7 separate regions of the Mus musculus genome follow, and all the other regions are linked to region 3. A link is a contact called in public HiChIP or PLAC-seq and promoter capture Hi-C data. All regions are on one chromosome and are shown on one strand. The core of a region is the stretch at or near the end of the contact, and the rest is flanking DNA. Distances in the headings are between cores, read along the strand shown.

Region 1 (3,726 bases), core at 774-3,273, 1.8 Mb after region 3:
GCCTCAGGTCCAGAGTAGCTGAGATTATAGGTTTGAGCCAATAGGCCCAACTTAATTTCTTAATTTTTCAGTGTTTTTCTTTCATTTTAACTGTGTAGAAGTCTAAATTCTTTGTCTCATAACTAAAGCATCTGTTAAAAATATAATTTATAACTAATGGTTGCTTAATAAAATCGCTTAGTGAAGCCTTGGTTTCTTGAAGAGTAGTATTCTGGGTCAAATCTAAAGATATCTAGCTACTGAGGACATAGTTCAGTGGTAGAATGTATAACTAGCATTTGCAACAAGCTGGGTTTGACCTCAGCACCTGCTTTCTGTGGTAGAGCAAAGTAATTCTGACTATCCTTCCCTCATTTTTTGGGAAGAAGACAAGAGATTTTTACAGTCTTAAGAAGTATCAAGCCTCCATCACTAACTGGATGAGGTCAGTAAAACCACAGTCTCGTGCTTTTTACTAAGAACTCTGGACAACAGCTCCTCCCTGCCAGTTTCAATTTTCAGGTATTTCACCCATCATCTCAGAAGTTACTAACAGTAGCTGTTCTCCATGATTTATGAGAGTAACTATATAAAGATACTTAAACAGAAATAAAGACTCCATTATCGGCAAGTTACTCTTTCTCAGAGTAGCAGACATCATTAGACAATCTGCTGTCATTAGCACCAGCAACCACTTTATGATTATAGCCTTCAATTTCTCAACATAGTAAAATTTTAACTACGGCCATGTTAAAAAAAACAAAAACAAAAAACCCTCCAAAATCTAAATTTTTTCTAATGTAAGGGGCACCTCCAAGTTTTCAGACACATGCTATATACAGAATTTAAAGTTATTTAACTCAGTCTGATACTGATTAGCTACTCTGAAGAGAAACAATAACCAAGAAAGGAAGATAACTGCATAGACTCGGTACTGAAGACGTTTCTAAGCTGGAACTAACTGTACCGAGTGGTATGAGTCAGTGTTCTCATAAAACAGCCCAAAACATCTCTCCTGGTGCTGTTAACCCATGACATTCCACACGGAAAGACAAGGAGGTTTTGGTTGTTTTGCCAGCAGCTAGCTCTCATTTGAAACCTAGATATTTATTATGGGAGACAGTTTTTCCCTTCACATTTACAGATCTGTTTCCAAGCACTTTAATGCATCCTTTTAACAGAAACAAAAGCTTTCTGATCCGTGTAATCTATTTCTCTCAACCAGCATTTGCCCTGATTCCTGGAGAGATCAAAGGAGTCACAACCTAACTTCCATAAACTAGTATCCAGAATGGGCTTTTGGTAATGACCAGGAAGTGCTGGGTATAACAGGAGGATCAGTGGGCGGGTCATGGTCCTTCCTAGATCACGTTTCCACTTTCGGTGCAATAAAACAAGGGAACTGATGGTCTGCACCTCATTTTCTAATTTGTCATGTTTAAAGTCAGTCTGCCCAGGACACAACCAGCAGAAATGCCCGCTGAATCCTTGGGGTAACCACACCTCTGGGCCAGGGGACGGCCTAGGTTGCTCTTGGCTATTAAGGATCCGTGGTGAAGCCACCACACCCCTCGTCTCTTCCCGCCCGGGCTTGGGCAGCCAGGCTCTAGGGCTCGTTTCCTACTCAGGGCCCTGGAGTCCTGATTGCTGACACCGAGCGAAGATTTCCCACCAGGCCCACTATCTTCAAAGCCCTCGAACCCTTAATAAGGGTTCTCTTTTGGGGGGCTCTTTTCTGTCTGCTGCCCCAAGGATGGGAACTCACGGCTGCCGCGGCGCCAGTGAAAATATCCTCCCCCTCGGTGTCGCTGTCCCCAGCCTCGGGTTCTGACCCCCCGGCAGCCCCTTCCGACTCCGGATCCATGCCAGGGAAGGGCGGAGGGAGTCGCTCCGAAGCGCTACAGCCACCACCTCCTGACGCCATCTTCCTCCACCCGTGGCGGAAGCAGCAACAACAACTTTATAGACAGTGCCGCGAGCAAAGCGCTCCAGCCGTGTGAGGTGCGCGAGGGCCGTTATGGACCCAGAGGGACCATCGGGGCGGAACCTGGGGGAGGGACCTAGGGCGGGGCCTGGGCTGCTGCTCAGCCAATCCAAGCACTGAACCGCAAGGCTGCACTGGGGCGGGCCAAGTAGGCAGAGGAGGAGCTAGAGGCTGAGGAGTTCCTCCGGGTCTTTGTGCCCTGCATGGCTCTATCTGTCACGCTTCTAAGGTTCTGTTTGAATAAAGTCTGTGACTAACAATGTTTGAAAACCTCTGCATGCCACCTGCTCATGCCAAGCACAGTGTTCTCTGAGAGATTCAATAAATATTTTTGATTGAGGGCTGAAACGACTGCAGGAAGTTTTGCCACTTAGTTTTTGGACATTAATTCATTTAACATATACAGAGCATTCACTGTGAGCTTGGCACCTTACTGTGCGTTTCAAATACAAACACAAAAGCTCCTGGCTCACAGTTTAATGAGGCAGTCTTGTAAGTCAACAATTTAAACACACTCAGTGTTACAGTGTGCAACAATAAAAAGAAGTTATCGATTTTTTGAGAAGCCAGGCTTCACACAAAGGGGAGATTTCCGTGTATTAAATTCGGTCCTTAAGAATTTTGGGTTATAGCCGGGCGTGGTGACACGCCTTTAATCCCAGCCCTCGGGCGGCAGAAGCAGGTGGATTTCTGAGTTCAAGGCCAGGCTGGTCTACAGAGTGAGTTCCAGGACAGCCAGGGCTATACAGAGAAACCCTGCCTCGAAAAAAAAAAAAGTTCCCGGAACTTAATCACAGGTTGGTGAGTCGAAGTCAACTAGAGTTTAAAGATAACATAGGTTATGTTATCACGGACTAATTTGCAAGATGATCCTTTCAAGGAGCTGAAACCTGCCACTAACACCAACAGAGGTGGTTTGCTTTTCTGGTTGAAACCACCTTAGGCAGGCCTGAAATTCTGTGTCCAAAGCTGGCCTCAAACTCAATGCTCCTCCCTCGGCCTCCCAAGTGCTGGAATTACAGGCATGAGCCACCAGGCCTAGCAAAGTTGGCTGTTTACAACTGCAAACTCAACATTAGGGGTGGATTCCCTTACAGATAAAGTAAACTGCCTGAAGGTCAGGAGAGTGTCTTAGTTTGTAACTTTTATTCCTGCATACACATTGTGTATGGCAAATTAAGTGTCTAATAAATATTTGAGGTGGAAACACAATCAACTCTGTAACTGGCACCCATCACAGCCATGAACACACAAAAAAAAGGTTAAGAAATGCTTTTTTAGGATGTTCATCTCCGTTATCATTACTACATAGTGAACACAGATAAAGTTCTCTCGCTGTAATTTGGGTGGTGGTCGATAGAAATCCTCCCCATGGAGAGAAGCTGCACTAAACTAAGTTTCTAGGAGATAAGAAAACTAAGCCTTCCCTGTCCGTAGGCATGCCTATCAACATTGGTCTTCCAAAATAACCCCTTTCACCGCAAAGGAAATCCACTTCCGGCCTGGTCAGAAAGTAAGAAAAATTTGTTTGGAAGTGGCTTCCTCTGAGAAATAGCTGTAGAGTCTCCGTTCTAGAATATCTTCCAGTAGTAGTAACCTTGATCTCCTTTCCCCTACCTCTTTAGGATTCATCTTTAGTTCTTCCTAGGAACTGAGTGGGGCATTTGGTGACGTATAACAGTCCGTTACACGATCCTCTGGCTAAGACTACAAGCCCCATATACATTTCGCCGCCGCTCCGCTAACGCCCCTTAGACATCCCA
Region 2 (4,124 bases), core at 602-3,101, 1.2 Mb after region 3:
CTTCTCATTTTATAACTGGGAAAATGAGGACCAGAAAACGCAGGTAGGCAGATGCTCGAACCCAAACTAGCTCTCCTCCAAGCCTCAGCCTGACAGGGACCAACCATCCTATATCCTATACAGAGGCTAAGGGAGGCTGGCCTCAGGGGTGGCTGGCATCCAGGAAGTGCAAAGCAGGAAGGCTGAAGACAATTATGTGAAGGGAGATGAGGTAGCCTGAGGTCAAGGGCAGATAAGTAACCATGATTAAGAGGTGTTTTAGAGATGGATGGATACAGAGACACAGGCGAACACGTGAACTCTATCAGCAGGAATCGACAAGAGTCAGGGGTACCAAAGAAAGGACAGGCACAGAGATACCCTGACTGTGTGGGTGAGACCTGGGAGTTCAAGGGAGGAAGGAACATGGACAAGACTTTAATGACCCAGATACTTCAGGAGTTTTTGATATCTGGGAGTCACAAAGTAGCCATGTTAGAGATTAGGGACCAGAGGGAGAACAGGGCTGACTTTGCTGAGCCCAGGAAGCCCCAGGAGAACTTCCTTTAACTGGGGACCAAAGCAGATCAGGAGATGGAGTAATTCTGACCCACATCCTCTGGGAGCACGGGGAGGGGCTTTGGACAGAGAGCACAGCCATTGCAGGAGTGGAACCGAGGGCAGGCAGCCGCCATGACAGCAAGGAAAGAAACCACAGCAAAACATAGTGGCCTGACTTTGACCCCTACCTGTACCCACTCTGAGTGCAGGGACCACAGTTAGGTCTAGCGGAGGAGGGTAGGCCCTGTGTTTCATAGAAGAGGAAACCCGGGCTGAGAGGGGAAGTGACTTATCTACCACCTCACAGAAACTCGGGGTCTAGCCTAGAGGGAACAGCCAGCCTTGCAGTGACTCCAGGAAATACGCAAGTGCTCACTGACAGGAATACGGATGGCTGAGCTCACTGAAGGCTCCCCAGCTGGCCTGGGTGGCTACAGGAGGGAAGGCTTCATCTTCTTCCCCGCCCTTCAAGGGATAAGAATGTCTTCTTACTCGTGCAATAAGTGACTGCTGTATACTGAATACTTGGATAACGAGAATGTGGCCAAAATCTAGTTTGTATGCAGAGGGCAGAGGAGGCCCAAGGGACGTTGCTGATCCAGTCCTTGCTACCGGGAGACTCAGTTGACCTGACCCTTCAACTAACATCCTCTGATAGACACAGCTCAAGAGCACTGGGAACTCTGAGATATTTACACAAGGAAGACAAAAGCAATTTCTTCGTTCCTGCCATCAGGCTCCGTTACAATCTCAGATTTCTTGAAAACAGTGACCCAGGACCCTGAAGAACTTCCCTCCCCTAACACACACCTCAGAAGCAGACCTGGCTGAGGCAGGCAAAGAAAGCCAAGAAAGGGTGTAACGGGATTCAAGCACAGCAACCCTGTCTACTTTCAGCAAGTCACCCAACTCTCCAGAGCCTCAGTCTCCCCATCAATCCAATGGGAACCATGACAGGCACTGTTTCCAGTTGGTAAGAAACGCCCAAAACATAACTGAGGATGCTGTCGGCGGGATGCAGACGAGACCTCCATCCCGCCCCTACCCCATTGGTCCAGGTTCTGCTTGAAGGGAAGGACTGTGCAGAAAGACCCGTGGAAGTAGGACGGGCAGCACCCGAGCCCAGCACTCTTGTTCCGTCTGGCCCAGCCCTCGCCCTCACCTCCTCCTCCATGGCGAGTTTGCAAGGTCCGGCGGCTTCGCCGCTTACTGCTGCCCGCGTTGCGCGGGCTCCGCTTGCTCCATCTACGCGCAGCCGGGCGGCGGCTTGCTGTCTTCTGTCCCGCCGGGCGCCCGGGGCCCAAGAAACTTCGGGGGGCGGGGCTGGAGCCGGGGAGGGGCTTCCGGGGGCTGGGGGCGGGGCCAGGGAGGGATACAGCGGCCTCCAAGCCCCCGCCCGCAGCTGGGTGAGGAGCATGGCCGGGTGGGGGGTTCAGGGGCGGGGCCAGGGCGGATCCTGGGCGGGGCCTGTCTTCAGCTCCGGGAATGGACGGAAGAACCTAGGCGGAGCTGAAGTAGCAGGAAGAGGGCGGAGAGAGGTTTCCCGGACCAAAGCAGGGAGAAGGACTGGGAGGGGGTAGAGGCTAGGGAGGTGGGGGATACGGAGGGGGAGGGGGCTTCCGGCCCAGAGGCGGAGGCGAGGGATGCTGGCGGGGTGGGGCAGGGCGGGGGCGGGGCGGGGCGGGGCGGGGGCGCGGCTGACCAAGCAAGCCCGGGAGGCAGTGGGTAGCTGATGCCTTTGAGGTTGCCTAACCCAGTGGGCCTGGGTTGCGGGGGACTGGATCCAGCTGCCAGGGCAGTTCAGAAATGAGTACACAAAGAGGCTCGTCCCCTTTCTTCCCCCAATTTGAAGTAGTGGCTATGGTCTTCGGTCTGTGGAACTTCAGGGTGGGGCCGGCCATGAGCTTGGAATTTATGACCAGAATCAAGTTTGGACTCGGTTCCTTAATAGAGGGTCTCTGAAATCCCAAACTCTGTGCTCTCCTTTCCCTCGTTCAACCCCTTTCTGGTTCTCATGTTGTGAGCCGACTCCATCACCCTAACTCCCTTCGGCCCTGACCTGACCACGTTGCTAGAGAGTGAAGAAACCCTTTAAGTTCTACCATGTACTTTTATTTTTATTTTGAAGAAACAGGCTCGGAGAGTGACTGTCACAGCCAAACCTCCAGCATCCCGCGCGCGCGCGCACACACACACACACACACACACACACACACACTATCTTTCCTAGTCAGGTGTGCTGCATGCTACAGCACCCAGAATTTTGTGCTTGTGGGATAGATTAATGATGATCTGTTTTGACTCTGGGTGACCTAACCTCAGCTACATCAGTTGACCAAACTTCTCTTTCACTGCCCTCTGCTGGCCTTTGGGCTCAGGTCCTTTTCAGTTCAACGTGAAAGAGGATGGAACACACTGCCCCTCGTGCCTGGAACTGGTCCTTACACCTAAAGGGTGGAGAGGGGTTGTGAGATGACCTATTGGTTAGGAACACTTGCTGCTCTTCCAGAGGACCTGGCTTTGATTCTCAGCACCCACATCGTGGCTCACAACTGTCTGGAACTCCAGTTCCAGACGATCCGAGGTTCTCTTCTGGCTTCCTCGTGTACCAGGGATGTAAGTGGTGCACAGACATAACTGCAGAAAAAACACTCATATACATAAAATAATTTTTTTTTTTTTTGGTTTTTCCAGACAGGGTTTCTCTGTGTAGCCCTGGCTGTCCTGGAACTCACTCTGTAGACCAGGCTGGCCTCGAACTCAGAAATTCGCCTGCCTCTGCCTCCTGAGTGCTGGGATTAAAGGTGTGTGCCACCATGCCCGGCAAATTAGTTTTTTTTAAGGATATAGAAAACAGTGTGCCAGGGCCACAGTGTTGAATAACAGTTTCCTCCAAGATTGAAACATTCCATCCTGCACAGAGTTCCTTGGACAGGAAGATAAACAACTCAAAATAAAATCCCACTTGTACAACTCAGGAGGCAGAGGCAGGCAGATTTCTGTGAGTTCTATGAGACCAGGCCAGCCTGGTCTACAGAGTGAGTTCCAGAACAGCCAAAGCTACTCAGAGAAGCCCCATCTCTAAAAACCAACTAATGAAACAAACAAGCAAGCCCCATCTCTTGCTGTTTGGAGAACAGCTTATAATTAGAGTGAAACTAGCCATCTATTGCTGTGATTTCGGGTAGAGGTGTGTCATGGTTTGAATATGCTTGGCCCAGGGAGTGGCACTATTTGGAGTTGTGGCCTTGTTGGAGTAGGTGTGTCACTGTGGGCATGGGCTTTAAGACCCTCATGGTAGCTGCCTGGAAGTGAGTATTCTTTTTTTAAAGATTTATTTATTGATTATATGTAAGTACACTGTAGCTGTCTTCAGACACTCCAGAAGAGGGAGTCAGATCTCGTTACGGATGGTTGTGAGCCACCATGTGGTTGCTGGGATTTGAACTACAGACCTTCGGAAGAGCAGTCGGGTGTTCTTACCCACTGAGCCATCTCATCAGCCCCGTGAGTATTCTGCTAGCAGCCTTCAGATGAAGATGTAGAACTCTCAGCTCCTCCTGCACTGTGCCTGCCAGGATGCT
Region 3 (4,083 bases), core at 273-2,772:
TCTTAATTTCACCTTGAAGTTTTTAAAAGACAAGACAAATCTACTTTGGTGGAGGCTCAAAGTTCAGCTCCATTGCTCCCCCTCCCCTCAGCTGTGATTAAATACAAGCCCAACATGGTTTATGTTGTAGCCAGCACTTCTTCGAAAGAATGATATTTTAAAAACAAGTACGTCCCTGGAAGAAACTAAATTTCTACTAAGCCATCACAGACATGCATGAGCACTGACTGCGTTGGCTACTTACATATCCATTATATCTCTATCTACATATACACACGTGTATATATATGTAAGGGCAAGAGTGCACATGTGTGTGTGTGTTGACCCCTTGTAAGCATCTAACAATTCCAAGGCTATTCGGTCTGAAGCTTCCTAACACGGCTACACGGTTCTAGGGTTGAGGAGAACGTCCTAAAAAGGATGCGCTGTTCAATCAATGGGCTTCCACTCAACTGACACCTTGGTCAAGCTGTGACCTCAATCATGTATTCTGAAAAGACCCCCTCACGCTCATCTCCCACTAGGGGTAACAAACAGCTGGAGGGTCTGCGTACTGGCAGGAGCAGAGCAGGCAATGTCAAATGTCCAGCCAGCGTAATACGCTCAGGAGTAAGGTGCCAATAGCATTTTCGGGCAGAAAGGAGGAGGTGCCTACGCCCTTAGGTCCCCCTGGAAAAACCGAAGCATCCGGTGCCTGCAGGCTCTTCCACTTAGCCCGGCTATTGTAGCAGGCAGGTCCGGAGAGGAGCGCCCCTGAGGCTGCAGAGGCCGGTCCTGCCTGTGCCGGCCACTGGGAGGGAAGACTGGACGCACCGGGGACGCTCCAGGGCCGCTCCCGGCTGCCCCAGTACCGCCGAGCCCAGACGGTTATGCTCGCTCCGGCTGCCTACAGTCCGCGAGGGTCTGGCTCCGCCCTTGATGCCAGCGCTAAGCCGCCCTCGCTGCTCAGCTTCCCGCTCTCCTCTCTCCTTGGGTCCCGCTTCCTTCACTAGGGCCCCGCCGCCATCGCGACGCCAGGCCGGGATTCCCTTTGCTCTTTGGGCCTCTGCCACCCTCGCTCCTCAGGCCTCAGGTCCCTTCGCTCGCGCCCGGCAGCCTTCGCTACGTCAGGCCCCGGCCTCCCTCGTTCCTTTGGTCCTGGCTTCCCTCGTTCTCCGAGTCCCGGCTTCTCTCGCTCTCCGAGCCCCGGCTTCCCTCTCCGGCTCCGGCCTCCCTCGCTCTTCCCGCCCGGGCCTTCCCGGTCCACCCCGGCTCTGACCGTTGCGGCAGGCGGCAGGCTGCGGGCACAGCGGGCTGTTGCAAGGCACGCTGGGCCGCAGGTAGTGTTCACGCACGATCCGCAGCGTCCGACCCTGGAAGGTCCTCAGCAGCAGCACCTTCTCCCGCTTCTGCAGCATGCTGGCGGCGTCGCCCGGCACTGTGGCCGGGAAGCGGCGGGCGGCGGGCGGCAGGCGGCAGGCTCAGGCGAGACCGAGGCCTGAGGCCCGCCCCTCGGGCCTGGTCGGGCAGGCAGCAGCGTTCACGTTCCCGCTACCGCTACCGGGAGCGACCTAGCCAGGGCTGAGAATCCTCCGGGCCCAGTCCTACTCGCGCCTTTTATTCCTCTCTGTGCCTTAGTTGTCCCCGGGCGGGAAAAGTGTAGATAAACTTCACCCGAAGAATCCTCGGGTGTGAAGGTAGGATGTGGCAGGTAGTCTAAGAGTCGAGTGTAAAAGGATTATTATTTTTATTTTTATTATTATTTTTTTTACTTTGTTTCTACCCACAGGCCCGTGTGCGAAGGGCTGCCATAGCAACAGAGGTAATGCCGGGCAGTGATGGCTCATGCCTTTAATCCCAGCACTTGGGAGGCAGAGGCAGGTGGATTTCTGAGTTCAAGGCCAGCCCGGTCTACAGAGTGAGTTCTAGGACAGCCAGGGCTACACAGAGAAACCCTGTCTCGAAAAACCAAAACAAAAAACAAACAAAAAACAAAACAAAAACCAGAGGTAATAACTGTAGAGTTTTCTCGTCCTTGTTTTTGCAGTATCTGAAAGAATTGAAAAGCTCAGCAAAAAAGCTGGTAACCCTGCTGGCCAAACCGGTTTTCCTCTTCAAAAATATGCTTATTTTAAATTTTAATACACGTAAACATTCAAACACTACAGATAAAATGAAAACCAGTCCTTCTGGGGTAAACACTCTACAACTTTTATAGCGCTGGCAGCCTCGGGCAAAGGACTTCTTAGAGCCGCTATTGACATGATCTCTAAGTACTGTGCTTGTAGTGTTTGACAAAAAGGACGGTATCTTGGGAGACCACACACCCTGGATTCTCCAAGCACTGAGCCCACTGGAGCAAGAGTATCATTTAGCTTCCTTAAATCAAAGGAGTGGGTGTTTATTTGTATCATTTTATAGGCTGTGAGGCTGCATTAAGGGAGCTTAAGTGCCCAAGGATACCTAGTTATTATGTTTCAGAACCAATCTTGAAGCTAGAAACTGCTCAACTTCAAAGCAGGTTAAGCATCATCTAGTCACTGGTGAATAAAAGAGAGAGCGCCTGCACCAAAGGAATTTACTGCTTGGCAACCTTTGGTTAATGTGGCTGGCCCAGTTGGCTGGAAACACCTGGTTCTTCCAACGCAGCTGAAATAAACCAGGACCAGTCTCTCATTTCACCCTAAGGGAATGCTAAAGGGTCATGGTCTCCTCCTCCTCCTCATATCTCTGTGTCAAATCACTTGGTGAAACTCAAGGTAGACTTGCACAAACAGGAAAATAATGTAGAGCTGGCAAACAGGCACCAGACAGTGCAAGGAGAGTCCCTAAAGCTCTCCACAGTGAAAGAGGCTCTCCCTGTCTAATACAGGAGTCAGTTCCAGAGAGACCAGAGGACAGTGAGTAGCCAAAATTGTTCTCTACATAAAAAATGCCTTAGATAACTGTCCACCAATCCCTCCCCAGCTCCCTTCCTATCTTTTTTAAGCCACTGATGCTATGGATTGGAAGAACGACTTTGATTAGGTACTAATCTGCCCTTAATATCTCTCCTCAGCACTTTGTAGCTAGAAATTGTCTGCAAATGAACCACCCTTTAAGGAATAGAGCATAGCTAGAGTTTTATTGAGAGTTGATTTTTATCAGTATTTAAAATAAGGCTGTAGCTTAGTTGGTACTTAGCCTCTCTTCCCCTCACACCCTCTCCTTTCTCTCTCTGCCTTTTTGAGACAGGATCAGGACATGTAGCTGAAGCTAGCCATGAGCTCTTACTTACCCCCCCCCCCCCAAGTGCTGGGATTCTCATGCACCCAGGCCTGGCTTTATCCATTATGTTGAGGACCATGATTCCTTAGTTCTTAGAAATGATGATGACCTATTGTAATAAGCCAGGCCCTTTTGCTTGGTTGGGTGGGTGGTTTGTCTTGTTTGCCATCTGAGACCTCTGGACCAAAAAAGTGCCTATCAGGCAGAATAAACTAATTTATGTTACAGAAATATAAAACTTAAAAAAATTTTCGCTGGGCAGTGGTGGCTCACACCTTTGATCTTAGCACTTGGGAGGCAGAGGCAGGCAGATTTCTGAATTCGAGGCCAGCCTGGTCTACAGAGTGAGTTCCAGGACAGCCAGGGCTACACAGAGAAACCCTGTCTTGAAAAAAAAAATCAGTTTCTTCACTAGTGAGATGTCTCAGCAGATAAGGGTACCTGCTGTACAACACAGATTGACTTTACATAAAATGTAATACATTAATTAGCTGGGCAGTGGTGGCACACACCTATAATCCCAGCATTCAGGAAGCAGAGGCAAGAGGATCTCTTGAGTTTGAGGCCAGCCTGGTCTACAGAATGGGTTCCAGTTCCAGGACAACCAGAGCTACAGGGAGAAACCCTATCTTGAAATTTGAGTCCCCCCAAATCAATAAATTAATTTAAAAAATTCTCAGTGTCTAGGTCAAGGTGCTGCATGGGTACCGAATGTCATTTTTGTAGGATCCAGGCTAGTGGAGTGGGGAATCTCTCTGGAACATTGTTGCTCAATGGAAAAAGGGGAGAGAGTCCTCTAGAAAGCCTCACACCAACAAATAACTCTTCCTGGAAGAA
Region 4 (3,567 bases), core at 127-2,626, 1.3 Mb after region 3:
CGCGGCCTCACGCCCCGAATCCCGCTACCAAGACTTAAGTTCCGTGCTTTGAGTCGGGGCAGTAGATCCCACCGGGAGACACCTGAGCCGAGCCCAATCCGCTCTCCTCTCAGCTATGGCTGCTCAAGGATTATCGGGGACTGCGGCTGGGATGTCTCAGTGCACATAAAGGAACCCATGGGCAGGGGCGCACGAAAGAACCCCAGTGCTCTGGCGGCTCCGCAGGGCAGTCAGGGCCGCTACTCTTCCAGTGCGACTTCAGGTAGGTGCCGGTTTTTTACAGGCTGCTGGCAGGAGACGTCCTGGTCAGCATTTATTCGGCCTGGGGGAAAATCCGGCCCTGAGGCCGCCCCCCCCCCCCCCCCCCGCCACCACTGGGTGGGAGTCTAGGCGACCCCGCCCTAGGCGTCAGCCGGCTCTTCCCTCCCCCACCCTGGGGTTCGGAATTGGAGCGGAAAAAGAACGAGCCGTGAGAAGTCTTAAAAGCGGGGTGGAGGTAACGAACGGAACCTTCTAGGTTAGTCGAGGTACCCCCCCTTCCTGAAGTTAAAAAGGATTGGGCTTCCTTCACCTCCTCTTTTGAGGTGACGGAGGTTGTGAGAGTGAGGAAAGAATTTGTATTCTAATCCCCACCAACTGGGCTGGAATCCTCTGGCCAGATAGGGGAAGTGATTTCCTCAAGGTCACTCAGCCAAAAAAAAAAAAAAAAAAAAAACTCTCGGTGACTTGCTCAAGATCAGGTGTTTGCCGCCCTACCCCTTCCTCGCCTTCACCCCCAAAACCCGGTCCCCGGCTGCTTCGCGCGAAGAGAACCGCTGGCCCGGACCCGACAGGAATTCGGGGCGAACGATGTGCTCGCGACAGCCTACACCTCCACATCTGGGCATGAAACCGGGAGCCCCGCTGCCGCCGCCGCCGCCCTCGCCCTGGCTGGGGATGCAACGTGCGGGTCACCTCAAGCTCCACCCAAGCCCGCGCGGCTCCTTTAAGAAAAGTTCTCTGAGAGAGTTCATCAAAGTTTAAAAAACTTGTCTGGGAGAAGGGAACGGTGGGGTGCAAGGGAGCCGAGTCGGGGAGAGAAAGGGAGAAGGGGGTGGGGGTCGACCAAGGAAGCGGAGTCGGGAAAACGCCGGAGCCAAGGAAGGCAGAAAGGCCGGAGCGTCGCGGCCCGGGCCGGGGCTGGGGACCGGGCCGGGGCCGGGGCGAGCCCGCACTGGGCTGCGGGGATTGGCTGCGCGTTCCCCCGGAGACCGCGCGCGGGGCGGGGGCGGGGCGGGGGAGGGGCGGGCCGGGCCCCAGCTGAGGCCGGTTCCGGCGCCCGCCCCCTCCTCCGGCGCCCGCCCCCCGCCGCCGCGAGCGCACTCGCGGGCCGCCCTGAAAAGCCGGAGGCGGTGGCCGCACGGGCTCCGCTCCCTCGGGTTCCCGGTGCCTTGCCCCTCCGGCCGCCTCCCGCACCCGCCAAACTTAATGTGATCCCCCCCCCCTTTCCTTTCTCCGTAGCCTGACGCGGCAGCAGCCGCTTTCCTCACCAGCTCGCACTCTCCTCGGGGGCGCACGGCTCGCCGTGCCCCTGCCCACCACGGGACAGAGCGTCCCGCTTCCCTCTCCGCGTCCCCCCTCACCATGAGCAACCTGAAGCCGGACGTCGAGCACTGCACGGGCGCGGGCACCGGCAGCCCGCTGGAGGAGGAGGTGGGTGTGCGGCCGCGGGAGCCGGCGCGCGTGAGGTGCACGCGGGGCCGCGGGCGGCGCGAGGTCCTGCGGGCCACCGCTCCTGGCGCCTTCCCTCCGCTGCCCTTCGCCCTGGGGAGGAGCAGCCCATGTCCAGCGGGCGGAGGCGTGCGGCCTGAACTAGCCCGGCGGGGCCGGCATTGTCTCCCCGCCCTCCGGGGCTCGAGGAGGGCGCGCGTCCCCGTGGTGGGCTCGGGGCGCCGCGGAGGTCCTACTCCCGCTGCCCTCCTTCCCCAAGCCCGGTGGGGCTTACGCTTCGCCTGAGGCGCGCCTCCTGGGTGGCCTGGACCTCCGCCCCGACTGTAAGGAGCTGAGAGGGATTATCCCGGTGGGTGCGGGAAGCTGGCTCACCCTCCAGCCTTTCCACCTCGCCCCCTCCCCGTGACCTTGGAGGCCTGGCCGGCTGCCCTGCGCTTAGGTTAGAGCTGTGGTCTCAGTGGGCAGGCGGGCTTTTCGCCCTGTCTCAGAACTTGGGCTTCTTCAGAGAGTTGAGCCGGCAATTTAATTAAAGTCGGAAAAGAGAGAAGTTAGAAGCCTTGAGTATCCCCTGTTCTCGCCCTTTGACCTAGTAGCCAAGCCAGTACCCCACACTGGCCAGGGTGGGATCTTCCAAGGAGAGGTGACATAATCTTGTCCAGCTGCCCTATGCAGAAAAAGAGGTTATGAGACCGCGTCAAGGAATCATCACTGCTCGTGGTTTTATCGCCTGGTGAGGACGACGTACTTGTGGGGGATAAAAAACCTTTAAGGTAACTTCGAGTGGAAACTAGGCAGGCCGGCTCAACTACTATGGGTTCTAGGCTCCTAGGGAGCTCTTTAACGTATGCTGTGTCACTCCAGGGCTGAGAGACCCTTCCTGCCCCGCCCTGGCATACTTTTGCCCAGGAAACCAAGGGCCAGTTATCCAGCCCTAGGGCCCTTCCCCTTGGTCTGGGGTAGAAACCGCAGAGGCCCTGATGTTTCTTACTGGTTGTGCTAATGAGTTGGTGCAGAATGACCCACTGTTGGGCTGGGCCAGCAAGAGGCCTGCTACCAGCTTCAGTGCACCAGTGGCATGACATCTTGAGACATCTTGATAATCTAGGTTTGGATCCTGGAACAAGGAGGCAGGGAATTATATGCAATGATTCACTCAAACGATGGAAAATGGAAGGGGGGAGACCGCTCCTGAGGTCTCTACTAGTAGCTCTGGAGTGAGTGGTAGCTGGTCTTGGTTACTGTTGGCTTTGTCCTCTTTGAACCTTTGGGGCCCTTCACCCCATCCTGATCTAAATGGTTTTTAGAGTCTCCTCTGAGAGTTGGAAGTGAGGAGTGTGTTGTTTGCTGTTGTGTCTGTGATCTCTGCTTGTTTCCCCACCCCCTTGTGCTGAAATTTCGGGGAGGGCAAGTGCTTCCTGAAGCTGTTCCAGGACCCCCAAATTATGCATCTTTTAAAAGGTTGGCCCTCAGCAGGGACTTCACACTTAATGAAAGGCTGACCAGATCCTCAGACCTGTTCTGTTCTGTCTGGGGAAGGGAACTAGCCATATGGTCACAGGGAAGAGTTGGAAAAAGTGTGTGGGGCCTGGCTACTTTTAAAAATTGTCTTTCTGGGAGAGAGGGCAGGGTATTCAAAAAGTAGAGCCACTGCTCTTTCCCCTAAGGACTGGTGATAGGCCTTGGTGATTCAGAGAGTTCTGAGTGGTACCCGTAGAGGGACATGGGCTTAAATTTAGTATTTAGCAAGAGTTCTAAGCAGTAGGTCCTTATTTGGGTAGCATGTACACTAAAATAAAAATACAAGATAGATTAGCATGGGCTCTGTTAAAGGTGACACAAAAACTTATGAGGCATTTC
Region 5 (4,147 bases), core at 774-3,273, 1.5 Mb before region 3:
CAGGCTGATATACATAACCAGTCTGGGAGTTGGCTGATATAGATAACAAAGCTCAGTTGGTAGAGTGGTACTGTACAAGCATGAAGACCCCAGTTTGGATCCCCAGGTGTATGCAGCACATTTGTAATCCACAGAGACAGGTGGATCTCTGATGCACACTGACCAGCCAGTCTAGCCAAATTGATAAGCTCCAGGCCCAGTGAGATCCCTGTCTCCAAAGACAAGAGAAACAACCAAGACAGACACCCAGTGAAGACCTCTGGCTTCCACATGCACCTGCCTGTACATGTGCACAATCTCCAAGATCACACAATCACCACACACGAGTGCACACACACACCACACCACGCATACACATGTACAAGTGCATGAACGCATACATGCTCTCCAACAAAACCAGCCCAACAGAGCCAGATAGTCTGCAAGAGGCTCATGCATTTCTCAAAGCTATAGATGAAATAGCTCACCCTTTGTTACAGATGAGTAAACTGAGTCTGGGAGAGGCCGAGCAATTTATCTGACCTCTGTGACACTGGTCCCCAGACAGTGTGCCTTGCAGATACTTCTCATGTTTGGCTTCTGTTCTCTTTTCTCATTGGGACATTGTCTCCTTGGGTTCTGGATGCCATCTATGTTCCTGCGGCTCAATCTATCTGCCAGGCTCCTACCGACCGACATGGCGTCTGAGCTTCACACCCATGGGTCCAACAGCATCCTGACCCAACCAAAGCTTCGTGGGTCCAAAGATGACGTCTCATTTACCTGTGCTTGCTCCACCCACTTAGATGCAGCGCCTGGTCACATCTAAACTCCTCTCCCCTTACAGCCATGCATCCGAAGAAGATAGCTCCCACACCACTGGGCATGTCTCACCCCCAACCCCCCTTTACTGATACAGTCCAGGACCCTCATTAGAACTTGGTACCCGACAGGCTGCACCTCCTCCATCTCTGGTTCTGCCTCTGGGCTGTGCCTGAAATGCACACATATGCCAGTCTCTTGCCAGGGCCCTTCCTGAGGTTCTCAGGGATTGGGGGCTCCAATCTAAACCCCTCTCTCCCCCATCTCAGCCAGTCTCTCACTCCCCTGAGCAGCGTGGTTCTCACACAACTTTCCACTCCTCCATACCAGCTAGTCTCTGGACAGGGTGTGGGAGGAGGAGGGGTGGGTGTGTGGGGAATTCTGGCCGTTCCCTCTGCCTGGAGCTCTTTCCTGTCTCCAGTTCATACTTCTCTGTCAGCTATCCTTCCTGTGATGCCTGTTTGGCCTTACTGCCTCTATGGCTACACAACCCTCAGAACTTCCTCCACCATTACCAGAAGCTACGAACAGAAGCGCTTCTGAACAGGGCTCATAGGTTCCTGCACAGAACTTACGAGGTTCTTAACACAATTGAATGAGGAAGGGGTGTGTGTCTTTCCCCAACGCCAGGACTGGATTCTGGACCACCTCGTTGTCCTCCAACTAGGAGAGAATTCACTATTCTCTTCACCTATCAAAGCACAGTGGATAGTTTATCGAGCAGTCTTTAATCTGAGGAAGGAGGGCTCAAAGACCCCGGGTCTTCTGATGACCTCACAGCTTGGTCATTCCAGGTCCCCGGTTCACCTTCGTCCAGTACCCTCAAGCCCGGCTAGGCAAGGCTTCCTTCCTGCAGAAATGCAGAGAACCCAGGAAAAAAACAAAAGCAAGCAAACAAACAAACAAACAAGACGCCAGGCTTCCCCACTGGAGTGCAGATTCAACTAAGACCCAAGACCTCTGGGACATAAGTTAGGCCCCTCCTTCTCAAACAAAACACGCCCTCCAGCTGTCTCCCTCCACCTCCGCTCTCTCATTCCTCCTCCCTCCTCCCCACACTCCATCCTCCTCTCCGGTCTTGCCCCAAGCCCCTCCCTATCCTCCTCCCTTCACCAGTTCTCCCCCTGCTCTTTCCTCCAGCTTCTCTCCTCCCTCCTCCCCTCCAGCCTCCAGCTCCTCCCCTCCCCTCCCGCCCGCCCTGGGGCCCCGCGCTCGCTTCCCTCTCTCCCGCCCAGCCTTCCCCGCGTTGGGCGCCGAGGCTCCGCGCGGCCCGCGCAGCCGTCTCTCCTCCCGGAAGGCGAGGCCGAGCGTGGCGGCCATGGAGGCGGCGACGCGGAGGCGGCAGCTCCTCGGAGCGGCGGGCGGCCCCGGTGTCGCGTTCGTGCAGGCCAGGTGCGCGCGGAGCGGGGACAGGGAGGCCGCGAGGGGCCCCAGAGTTTGAGAGACCTCGCCAGGGTTAAGGAAACCGCAGGGATAGGCTACTCGGGGGCCACCCCGGCCAGCCTGGCTGAGTCCCTGTGCCACTTCCAAGTTTTTAGGAACCTCCTGCTCTGGGCAAGACTGTGACTCTGCTCTGAATCCGGTGGCTCAGGGCCCAGGGAAAGTGGGCCGTTAACCGGGGACAGCGTGACTCTCCCATCCTGAATGAGAGACCCCTTCCCTCAGAGGGGAGATGTTTGGGGTTTATCTGGCTCGACAGGGCAGAGCCAGAGGCGCAAAACCCGCCCTTTCATCTTTTCCTCCAGTCTGCCTCCATCCGCTCCACTGACCAAAGCATTCCCGCCTGTCACATGTATTGATTAAACACCTGTCATGTGCCTAGCGTTGTGCCAGATGGCAAACAGGAAAGTCTGAGCCAAAGCAGGTGACAGCTAATTCTGGAGGGCTTTCTGGAGTTGAACAGTACAAGACTCTGCAGAGGACAGACACTTACTGCCGGGCATGGTGGCAATGCTTTTAACCCCATCACTCAGGAGGCAGAGGCAGGTTTCTAGGGGGATGTAATCCAGTTGGTAGTGACTGCATAGCATGCAGGAAGTCGTGGTTCTTCCCAGGCCACAGAAACTGGACATGGTAGACAGTGGAAGGATGTGAGGAAACACAAGGACTATACATACTAGTGTTGGACATGTCACACGTGTAAGAGAAAATCAACGACAGGGGCTGGACCAACTTTAAAGTGCCCTGAATGTCCCAGAGTTGGCCGAGAAGGCCCTAGAGTCTGAAGTTGGAGGAGGCACCTACTCTGGGTGGGGAGGCTGTTCACTTTGAGCAGGAAAGACCCCTTACCTTCCTCACCTGAGTGACCTGGTAAAAATGTATATTCCATATGCCACAGGTACCAAAGAGCCGTGGAGAGATTTGAGCACTCATGTGCACCAGGTGAATTTTAGGAAGTCCCTGGCACTGTTTGGAATGGTGGGGGAAGTTCTGGGAGACTGGGTTGAGGGCAGCCTTTTCATAGTTCCGACTGGGGAGCAATTCTCTGAGCATGTGCTGTGCTGCCTCTGGTAACATTTCTACCTGGTGGTCATCCTATGAGCTCTCCGTGGCGTAGTCACAGGGTAGCCATCTTAGTTTGTATATACACGTCATCAGGGCAGATTTGCCCTTAGGCACATTATTGAGCAGCTTCTTGTCACTTGAGGGTCCCTATACTCTAAGTATTAGGTCATCATCTCTGACTGATAAGGAAGTGGTCCAGTGTGCAGTAAGGAGGTGCCTGACCAGACTGAGGCTCAGGCTGTAAAACGCCCAAAAACCTTCTACAAGTTCAGCAGACATTCCACAAGCTGCCCCCGGCACTAAGGGGATCAAAACCATCTTCCATATTTGTGGCTGTCACGGTTGTTCTACCTGTTATCTGTCCATCGACGCTACAGTGTTTACATTATTTAAGCTGTCTTTGCTTTTTGTGTTTAGACAGGGACTCTATTACATAGTCCTGGCTGTCCTGGAACTCCATCTGTAGAACCAGGCTGGCCTCAAACTTGGAGATCCACCTGCCTCTGCCTCCTGAGTGCTATAAGGTGAGTGCCACCACAGCCGTCTCTGGGACCTTTTCTTTTTTTCCTCATTGTTTGTCTGCACGTCTTCATTTTTGTTGAAATGTCCGGAGCCCTTCTCTCTACTCCCCGTACACAACTCTCTAGACAAGCCCTTTGCCTTTCTGCCCCCCAGGCTTGCAGATGCTGCTGCCTGGTCCTGGCTTCCCAGCTGTCGAGGTGTCAGTGCCCCCCGCCCCGTGGTAGACTTGGGAAGCTGAGGAGGGGAGCAGGAGCAAAGGCTGGGCTTGCCTCAGGTTACCTGGACTGGCATTGGCTTTCGCCAAGCCGATATCCTCCTC
Region 6 (4,184 bases), core at 376-2,875, 1.5 Mb before region 3:
GAAGTAGCAAAGAAGAAGGGAGGGAGGGAGGGAGGGAGGGAGGGGCTAGAGAATATAAGAATGCTTCCAAACAGGCTTTTTTGGTCAGGCAGTTTTTACTAACCAAAACTAAATTGCATTTCTATACGTAGATTCCACCTACTGCAAAAGAAAATGCTAAACTAGTAATAGCTTATTCATTTACAGGTCAACAAAAACCAATGTAAACAAAGCAAACTGAATACAGCTATATTATGCCAATCATTCCGCAATCGTTCAGCACAGGAAAAAAAAAAAAGGTATCAAACGTGACGACTCTGTTATCTTCCTCCGCCCCCCAAAAATATGTACAATTAACCTCAAATGAAAAAAAATATTAGAATAATAGTAAATAGTAAATTTTTGAACAATGTTAAGTGTTTGTGAAACCTTCCCACTGTATCACCCTATACATGTAATTTAGCAATGGCGTAACTTCTACGCCAGGCCCAGAGCCACCTGTACAGCCAAAAATATTGGCCAGCATTGTGGGAGAGTCAGAACCGTGCCTAGAGATGCCCAGCTGCATGACAAGATTCTAGGGGCTTATTTTAACAGATAGTCCCACGACCTGCTTGAGGCTCGATCCGACCACGGGAGGGGGGGAGCGGGAGGAGAAGGGATATGGAGAGGTTAAATGAAGCATCAAAAGGTCCTCAATTTTAATTGTTGATCTCGTTAATTTCCGATCTAGGTTACTACGCCAGTGCTGATATAAAGATACAAAAACCTAGATGGGCAGCCACCACTCCGACAGTGCGTGTTCGCTGACTAATGAAGACTATAGATCTCAAGACCCAGGGTGTGGCTACCACCTACAGGGGGAAAAGGGTAGGAGTCGATAAGAAAAGGCAGCAAAGCATAGCTCTGGGAGACGAGGTGGGCATCAATGGGGGTGAAGGGATATGAAAAAGAACTGAGTCCACACATGAAAACAGGGTTAATGAAGGATGAGAGGATCCAGGGCTTGGGAGGCCCGCGCGCGTCGGAGGGAGGATGGAGTTGGGATGTACCTACCCGTCGAAGCGGACGGTGCCGGTCTGCTGGGTCTGCACACGGTAGTGTTCTAACAGCAAGCGCACCACCTTGGCGTGCCCATTGCGGGCTGCGATGATGAGGGGTGTGGAGCGCTGTCCTCCCTGCTGACTGACATAGCCCAGCAGGTAGCGGATATCGCTCTCTGACCGGTTAAGGAGCAAGGCAGCCAGAGTGAGCACCTTGCCCTCGCTGGCCGCCTTGTACACATAGCCAGCCAGGCCCTCCATGGCCGCCGCCAACTCCAACACCCGTTTGGTCGCCACCGCTGCTGCTGCCTTGCGCCCCCGGAGGCCGCGTCCACCAGCACTTCAGACCCGGGCCCTCACAGCCCATTCAACAGGGCGCCGCCGCCGTGTCCAGGCAGCAGCGCGACCCAGGGAGGGCGGAGACGCAGAGGTGGCCGAGCACCGCCGGAGGCACAAGTGGGACCCGGCCCGGGCGGGGAGAAGGACGGTCAGGGCCGCCCCCGAGGCCCCAGGCACCGGCCCTGGGCCGAGGGGATCTCCATGGCGGCCGCCGCCCCGGGTCTCAGGCCGCCTCCTTCCTGCGGGCTGCGACAGGCGCGCGCCCGAGCTACGGGTCGCCGCTGGGGTCTCGAGAGGCCCGCGCACGCCCTGGATAGCGAGCGATGTGCACGCCTGCCCGCGCCGGGCCGGAGGGTCTGGAACGGCCTCCACTTAGCTCCTCGCCGCAGGAAAACCGCGGGCACTCGCCCACCGGCGATCGAAAGGGTCCGCTGGCGAGCGGGGCTCCCGTGAGCCGCGCGTGGGTGTTCGCGGACCGCGCCGGCAGCACCAGCACCGGAACTTAGGGCGGGAGGAAAGCAGCCGCCGCAGACGGAGCCGAAGGGAGGGAGGGAAGGCAGGAGTGGGAGGGACGCTTAAGTAGGTATTGCTTCCTAAACCGACCGGCGGGCAAACGAGGCTATCCTAAAGAAAGGTTCCGCTGTGCGCAGTTAGCTGAGCTCTGATGCGGGTTTGAAAGTCCCTAGTGCCCTTGACGCAAGTAGCCATCTCGCCCCCACAGGACCCTAGGATGCTTAGTCAAGGCTGGGGGCGGAGAGAAGGCTACTGAATCTACGGGCTAGAAAGCACATCCAGTTTTATGATTATTACTGTGGGATACTGTCTGCCAGTGATTCACGCGCGGGGGCGCGAGGTGGGGGCCACAGGAAAAGGGGAAAGAGCACCCAAAAGATCCATTTTTGAATAAGGGCTATTATGAGCCTCCGAAATTTGGGAGGGCGAGAGCCGCTTCACTGAAAAGCAACTGAAAGCCTCACCAGACCTCCCAGGAAAGGGGATTAAGTGTGTAAGATAAAGAGCTAAGAGGCAGCAGTCATAGCCAGATGGAACCAGTCTCTAGTCCTGACCCTGCAGAACCTCCGCTGTCTCACTTACACGTCACAGAATTGTTAGGATTTGAAAAGAGCATTTATCCAAAGAATGCTATAAGCCATTCACGTACAAGGCTTTGGTTAGCATCAGAGATTTCTTCATCTAGGCTAGGCCTTTCTCTCCTGGGGCTTGTGTGGTTGTGTGGAGAAAGCAGACAAATAAATGATGTAGAGTTGTTGGATTCATGTCATTACTATGAAACAAGGGCTATGGGTGTGGACTAGGAGACTTCGCCTGGGTGGTCAGAGAAGTCCTCTGTAACAGGTGCCTGAAACAGAGGCTGGACAATGGAAATAGTTCAAAGATCCTGAGCAGAAGACAGATGGTGAGCTCAGAACAGAAGCAGTGTGGCTGCTGACTGTAGGAAGAGTTCTAAAGGATTAAGTCAGCAGGATGCAAGTCATGTGGCCCAGTGACCTATGCAAACGGTTTGGTTTACTCTGGGATTGCATTTAGGGAGTTTTAAATAGAAAAGTGACAAGATGGCGCTTTTTTTTTTTTTTTTAAGATCACATGCATGCTCCCTAATGTGTGCAGAACATAGCCCAGGAAGCAAGAGTTTAGAAGTTCAAAGGCCAGTTAGGAGAGGCTGGGATTAAGTGGAGGATAAACCACTTCTCAGATTATCTCCTAAAACAGTTACCTATTTTCAGATCCCTATGCAAATGTCGGGGGGAGGGGGCTTACACTATTAAAAAAAACAGTCTTGGAAATAAGAACTGAAGATAAGATTTCCTTTTTAATATTTATTTCTGTATTTTATGTATTCGGGTTCTGTGTCTGCATGAATGCCACTGTGCCTTCAAAAGAAATTATCAGGTCCTACTAAAGATTGGTTGTGGGCCAGCATGTAGTGGAAGAGAATTGAACCTGTATCCTCTGGAAAAGCAACCACTGAACCATCTCTTAAATCCCTAACTTCTGCTGACATAACTAGTAGAAGGGAAAGCTGGCCTGTTTTTGCGCTGGGACTTCAGGTTGTAAGAAAATCAAGTGTTTTTTAGGCTGTGCTGGCTAGTTGTGAAGGTTTTGAAGGGGAGTGGTTTTTTGTTTTGTTTTTGTTTTGGGAGGCTTGGAGGCTGTTTTGTTGTTGTCTTCTGTTTTTGTTTGTTTGTTTCCTGTCAACTTGACAGAAGCTAGAGTCATCTGGCAAGGCAGAATGTCAGCAGAAATAAAACACCTCCCTCAGATTGTCTGTAGGGAAGTGTGTAAGGCATGTTCTTGATTATTGATGGGGATGGGGGCTCAGCCCATTGGGGACAGTACCAACCCTGGGCAGGTGGTCCTGGATGGTATAAAAAAGCAAGCTGAAAGCCGGGCGTGGTGGTGCACACCTTTAATCCCAGCACTCGGGAGGCAGAGGCAGGGGGATTTCCGAGTTCGAGGCCAGCCTGGTCTACAAAGTGAGTTCCAGGACAGCCAGAGCTATATACAGAGAAACCCTGTCTCGAAAAAAAAGAAAAAAGAAAAAAAAAAAAAAAAAAAAAAAGCAAGCTTAGTGAGCCTGGGTAGCAAGCCAGTCAGTACTATTCCTTCATGGTCTAGAGTCAGGTCTTGCCTCCAAGTTCCTTTCCTGAGATCTTGCTTTACTTTCCATCACTGACGGACCTGGAAGCCTTAGCCAAACAAACCCACTCAAGTTGCTTTTGGTTACAGCAATAGAGAAACACGCTAGAAAGGGGGCCTTAGCACTGTGTCCCTGAACTTCCTCCTGTGACTCTAGAGCAAAAA
Region 7 (3,908 bases), core at 1,370-3,869, 1.7 Mb after region 3:
TGGCTGGGCTGGTACCGGGCTGGTGCTGAAGCCATAAAGACCCTGGAGCACGCCGTCCACCACCACTTCTGGGAGAGGTTCTGTGGGGGAGACAGTGAAGGAGAAGGAGCTAGCAGGTGATACGCTTGGCCTTGAGCTTGCAGCACTCTGAGCTGCCCACAGGCTCAGCCGTCTACCCAGAATGAGGCGCCAGTGGCTTTCTCTCTTCCACATCTATTCATACTAGCTTTGGAAGACAGGCCCCAGGGGAACAGAGACCTGGTGAGCCAACTGTATTACACTAGCTTCTACTAGTCACAAAGCAAGCTGCCAGTTACAGGAGCAGCAGGTGGTAACCCCAGAGGACAGGAGGGAGGTGCTGATGGGAACTCACCTGGGGAAGGGGTGCAAACGTAGGGATCCATACAGAAGCCAATGACCGGCCGGTGGTGCAGCTGGGAGCTGTGTGAGAGAGGAGTTGTGAACAGTGAGAGTGGAGAGGTGGCGACGCAAAGGCTCATGGGATGGTCACTGAGGACCAAAATCCATCCCCAGGGACCCACAGAGGAAAAGGAAGAGACTGGCTAACAGGCTGCTGGCCTGCCTCCTAGCACACAACCACCAGGGGTCAGCAGGCCTTTAGGGCAGGACTTTGACTTGCCTGGTGTCACTAGGCAGGAATTCCCCCAGGGTGCTGAAAAGAAGAGAAACACTAAGTTGCTTGAGGATACCCAGGGGGATGGTGAGGAGGGGGTGGAGACACTATAGCCCAGGAGACTCTTGCTTCTATTTTGTAACAAGCCCAGTTCCGGAGGTGGAGGCAAGGCAGTTAGAGTAACCAAAGCTGTCCACCAAAAAGCAGCCCCTGTTCCAAGTCAGGAAAGGTGATGAGGGAAGCGGTGTATCAGAACCAGGCCAGGGCCCAGTCCGTTCAAAAAGGAAAAAAGCTTATCCTAAAGGTTCCCTTTGCGGCCGAGGGCCTTGCCACGTGAGCAGGGTTATCCTTACCTCCAGCTGCTGGTCTTGGAGTCTGTAGGGAAATGTCTAAGTCTCAAGAATTCCAGTAACTCCTTGGGCACATCCTGATTCAGGTACAGGATGCCCTAGAGAAGAAGGCAGAGAAAGTCTGCAATCAGATAAGATCCAGCTACTAATTGCACAACCCATTACAACAATTTTGAGGACATTTGTTCCAAAATAATGAAGACTTTCAAGGCAGTAGAAATAAGTATTAGCCCAAACTCAGGGTCATCCTAAGGAATGAACCGCAAAGACTAGCACCACAAAGTGGGCAGGCTAGTCAAATAACTATCACTGTTAGAGGAAGGAGTCCACACACACCTCATGAAGAAAATACAGGAAAACACCCTAAGGGTGAAGAATCTACTCATTGGATTATTCAAAACTTTCAATAACCCAGATAGAAAAGTTCGTACTCATTTGGATAAAGAGCCTGAGATACTGAATAACAACCCCAAGTTGTGGGACCCAACACACTCCCACATCTCTAACTGGGTCTCCCCTGGTCCCTCAGACTTAGGGGCAACCAAGTGTACCCCGTGCACACCTGGATGTAGGTCTCTAATCCCTGCCGGCGCTGTTCCAGTCCTCTGGTCCTCCAGTTGGGCAGGCGTTTTGAGGGAAAGTCAGGCACTTTGTACCGTTTCTTGATCTGTACATCAGTTACAGAGGTGAGTTCCCAGCAAAGCACTCAAGCCCACTGCATCTAGCTGAGGACTTTCTCCAGTCCTCTCTATATGTCTGTCTTTAAGCTTCAACCTGGGACAGCTGGCAAGAGGTGGTTGGGACAGAAGTGACAAGCCAGAGAGTGGAAAGGACGCACACGGACAAGGTCAGTCTGAGCTGAGCTCTAGCCATTGCGTCCTCCCCGCGAGGGGCCCTGCAGCCCAGGGGGAGTCGCCTATGATCTGCACCCTCCTGGGGGCTGGGACAGTAATGGGGGTGACCAACCAGAAGCTGGGATCAGAGCTCTTTCTCATGCCACCGAGGGACCTGGCCTGGAGCCAAATCGGTGGGTAGTCCGCGACATCTCACCCGCTTGTGTAGAGCGTGGAACTCGCTGTAGCGCCGCGGCACGGTGTGTCTGCGTCCGCTGTACAGCACCTCCACTTGGAACACCTGGCGGGCGGAGGAGTGCAGACGGCGGGTCCAAAGGATGCAGTAGGACCCGCGCCGCGAGACGCGCCCAATTTCTGGTGTTAGAAAGGCACAAAGCCGACTTGGCGTGCCACCATCAGGGAAACCCCTTCCGAACCCCAGACACACCTGAAAGAAAAGGGTAACCGGCCCTCCCCTCTGCTCCAAGCGACCCCTCAAGAGCCCAAACCATTGTCCAAGGGGCTGGCAAAGCCAAGTAACCCCGAACCTTTGCGACGAATGTCCTAGCCCTGAATTCTGGGTCCCTTTTGCGCTGATCGCGAAGATAATCGGTAGATCCCCGCACACACTCTTCGTCCATTTGCTCACCATGTGGCCTTTCTCTGGACTCTGCCTGGGCCCTTCGGCCTCGGGCCCCACCGAGGGAATGTGAACTTCCAGCATCCGCGCCCCGACCCGGCTGCAGCCTCTCCCGGATCGAGCGCTTGGGCACCCGAACTCCCTGGAGCAGCCAAGCAGCCCTAAGAGGCTGACCCGCCCTCGGGCTCCAGGCCCTGCCCCCGGGCCGTAGGCTCCGCCCCACTCTCTGGATTTTTCAGCCCCAGGCTCCACCCTCTGATACGGGAGCCCGCCCTCGCCACGCCCAGGGTGTTCCCTGGCTCACTAAAGTCCTGAGGCCAGAAGATAACACCATGGGTCGCCATGCAAGGGAAGGAACCTTCAGCAGGGTCACCCATTTGTCAAACATTTCCCTAGTATCCCAGGTAGTCAGCCGAGGTACATTTTACCTGGTCTCTCTAAAATTTCACCTGGTCTTTGTTGAATGTCCTGGATGCTAAGGTGTCAGAGGAAGGCACAGTGGGTTTCAGGTCTGGGCTTCCGGTTAGGACCATCCTTGTTCTTAGAGAACCTAGCCACCACAACCTTCCCTCTTTCATGTGGTCCCTGGTAGCACCACCTGAAGACTCCAACTGAGGTAGTGCCGGGGTGAGGCTGGGATCCATTCTAGCTTTGATGAGCACCTACAAACCATTCATTTATTCCATCCACCCGTCCATCCATTCATCCTTCCTACCTTAGCATGCCTAGTTTGCTTCAAGCTAGTGTATGGGGAAGAGGCAGTTTAAAAACCCAGGCTTGGCACTGAAAGTCGAATGGCCTAGATATCAAGAACTGTGTGGAGTTTCTGCACAGCTGTAAAGCAGGTAACATAAGTATAAACACTGAGTGAAGCTGGGCGGCACGGGCCAGGGGTTCCACTTATCTATGAGGCTGAGGCAAGAGAATTGTTTGAAACCAGGAATTCAAAGTCAGCTTGAGCAACTCAGCCAGGACCCAATAGTGGCTTCCTTATGGGCTTGTTCAGCTGGGATGGATGGGTGATGATGGACAGATAATAAGAAGTAGGTACAGAAATGTGTGTAGAGAAGAGGAACAAAAATGAGTGTAGAGGCGGTGGCCCCAGCTGCTCTCATCCGCCCTGCTGGTCTTCTTCAGAATGTAGTAGGATTTTTGTTTGGCACATTGCTTAGTTTGGGTTTGGTTTTTCTAAATATGTAGATACGTTTTCTCTGTGTAGCCCTTGCTGTCCTGAAACTCCATCTTTAAACCAGGCTGGCCTCTAACTCAGAGATCTGCCTGCCTCTGCCTCCCAAGTACTGGGATTAAAGATGTGTGCCTGCCTGGCTATAGTAAGATTTCAAGACAGAATGATCACTTCATGTGTAAACACAGAAATGGCTTCCATTTCTACCTCAGCCCCACACTCCTTACTGGGCTCTAGGTAAAGTGCTCAATGGCCCAGTGTTCTG

Evidence for each region. Promoter capture Hi-C pulls out the DNA fragments that hold promoters and counts their contacts. HiChIP or PLAC-seq counts read pairs in DNA pulled down with a chosen protein or histone mark. Capture Hi-C pulls out chosen DNA fragments and counts their contacts.
Region 1: a contact with region 3 is called in a promoter capture Hi-C map of liver, with 4 times the contacts expected there. The contact joins the promoter of Snx1 here to the promoter of Dis3l in region 3. A contact is called at or near these places in 2 of 39 promoter capture datasets (liver and pre-B cells).
Region 2: a promoter capture Hi-C map of erythroid cells shows a contact between it and region 3, with 18 times the contacts expected there. The contact joins the promoter of Plekho2 here to the promoter of Dis3l in region 3. A contact is called at or near these places in 2 of 39 promoter capture datasets (erythroid cells and liver).
Region 4: a contact with region 3 is called in a promoter capture Hi-C map of pre-B cells, with 2.7 times the contacts expected there. The contact joins the promoter of Rbpms2 here to the promoter of Dis3l in region 3.
Region 5: an HNF4G HiChIP or PLAC-seq map of pancreatic cancer cells shows a contact between it and region 3. The contact joins the promoter of Cln6 here to the promoter of Dis3l in region 3. A contact is called at or near these places in 1 of 39 promoter capture datasets (liver), 1 of 484 Hi-C or Micro-C datasets (B cells) and 1 of 115 datasets of contacts at active chromatin or transcription factors (pancreatic cancer cells).
Region 6: a contact with region 3 is called in a promoter capture Hi-C map of erythroid cells, with 29 times the contacts expected there. The contact joins the promoter of Fem1b here to the promoter of Dis3l in region 3. A contact is called at or near these places in 1 of 39 promoter capture datasets (erythroid cells), 1 of 484 Hi-C or Micro-C datasets (B cells) and 1 of 115 datasets of contacts at active chromatin or transcription factors (large pre-B cells).
Region 7: a promoter capture Hi-C map of liver shows a contact between it and region 3, with 2.5 times the contacts expected there. The contact joins the promoter of Snx22 here to the promoter of Dis3l in region 3. A contact is called at or near these places in 2 of 39 promoter capture datasets (liver and pre-B cells) and 1 of 9 other capture datasets (liver).

Annotation. Positions count from the first base shown.
Region 1 is chr9:66,122,863-66,126,588 of GRCm38.p6, forward strand. Snx1 (sorting nexin 1) reads right to left here and starts at 2,024. Exons shown (of 15, transcript NM_019727.2): 1 at 1,745-2,024. The coding sequence starts at 1,903.
Region 2 is chr9:65,578,236-65,582,359 of GRCm38.p6, forward strand. It overlaps Plekho2 (pleckstrin homology domain containing, family O member 2), which reads right to left and starts at 1,852. Exons shown (of 6, transcript NM_153119.3): 1 at 1,703-1,852. The coding sequence starts at 1,714.
Region 3 is chr9:64,339,735-64,343,817 of GRCm38.p6, forward strand. Dis3l (DIS3 like exosome 3'-5' exoribonuclease) reads right to left here and starts at 1,523. Exons shown (of 17, transcript NM_001001295.2): 1 at 1,259-1,523. The coding sequence starts at 1,397.
Region 4 is chr9:65,629,206-65,632,772 of GRCm38.p6, forward strand. It overlaps Rbpms2 (RNA binding protein with multiple splicing 2), which reads left to right and starts at 1,377. Exons shown (of 8, transcript NM_028030.3): 1 at 1,377-1,692. The coding sequence starts at 1,624.
Region 5 is chr9:62,836,762-62,840,908 of GRCm38.p6, forward strand. It overlaps Cln6 (ceroid-lipofuscinosis, neuronal 6), which reads left to right and starts at 2,024. Exons shown (of 7, transcript NM_001033175.3): 1 at 2,024-2,193. The coding sequence starts at 2,120.
Region 6 is chr9:62,810,023-62,814,206 of GRCm38.p6, forward strand. It overlaps Fem1b (fem 1 homolog b), which reads right to left and starts at 1,626. Exons shown (of 2, transcript NM_010193.4): 1 at 1,036-1,626. The coding sequence starts at 1,283.
Region 7 is chr9:66,067,140-66,071,047 of GRCm38.p6, forward strand. Snx22 (sorting nexin 22) reads right to left here and starts at 2,620. Exons shown (of 6, transcript NM_001379335.1): 1 at 2,467-2,620; 2 at 2,035-2,118; 3 at 1,547-1,651; 4 at 988-1,082; 5 at 374-441; 6 at 1-80. The coding sequence starts at 2,541.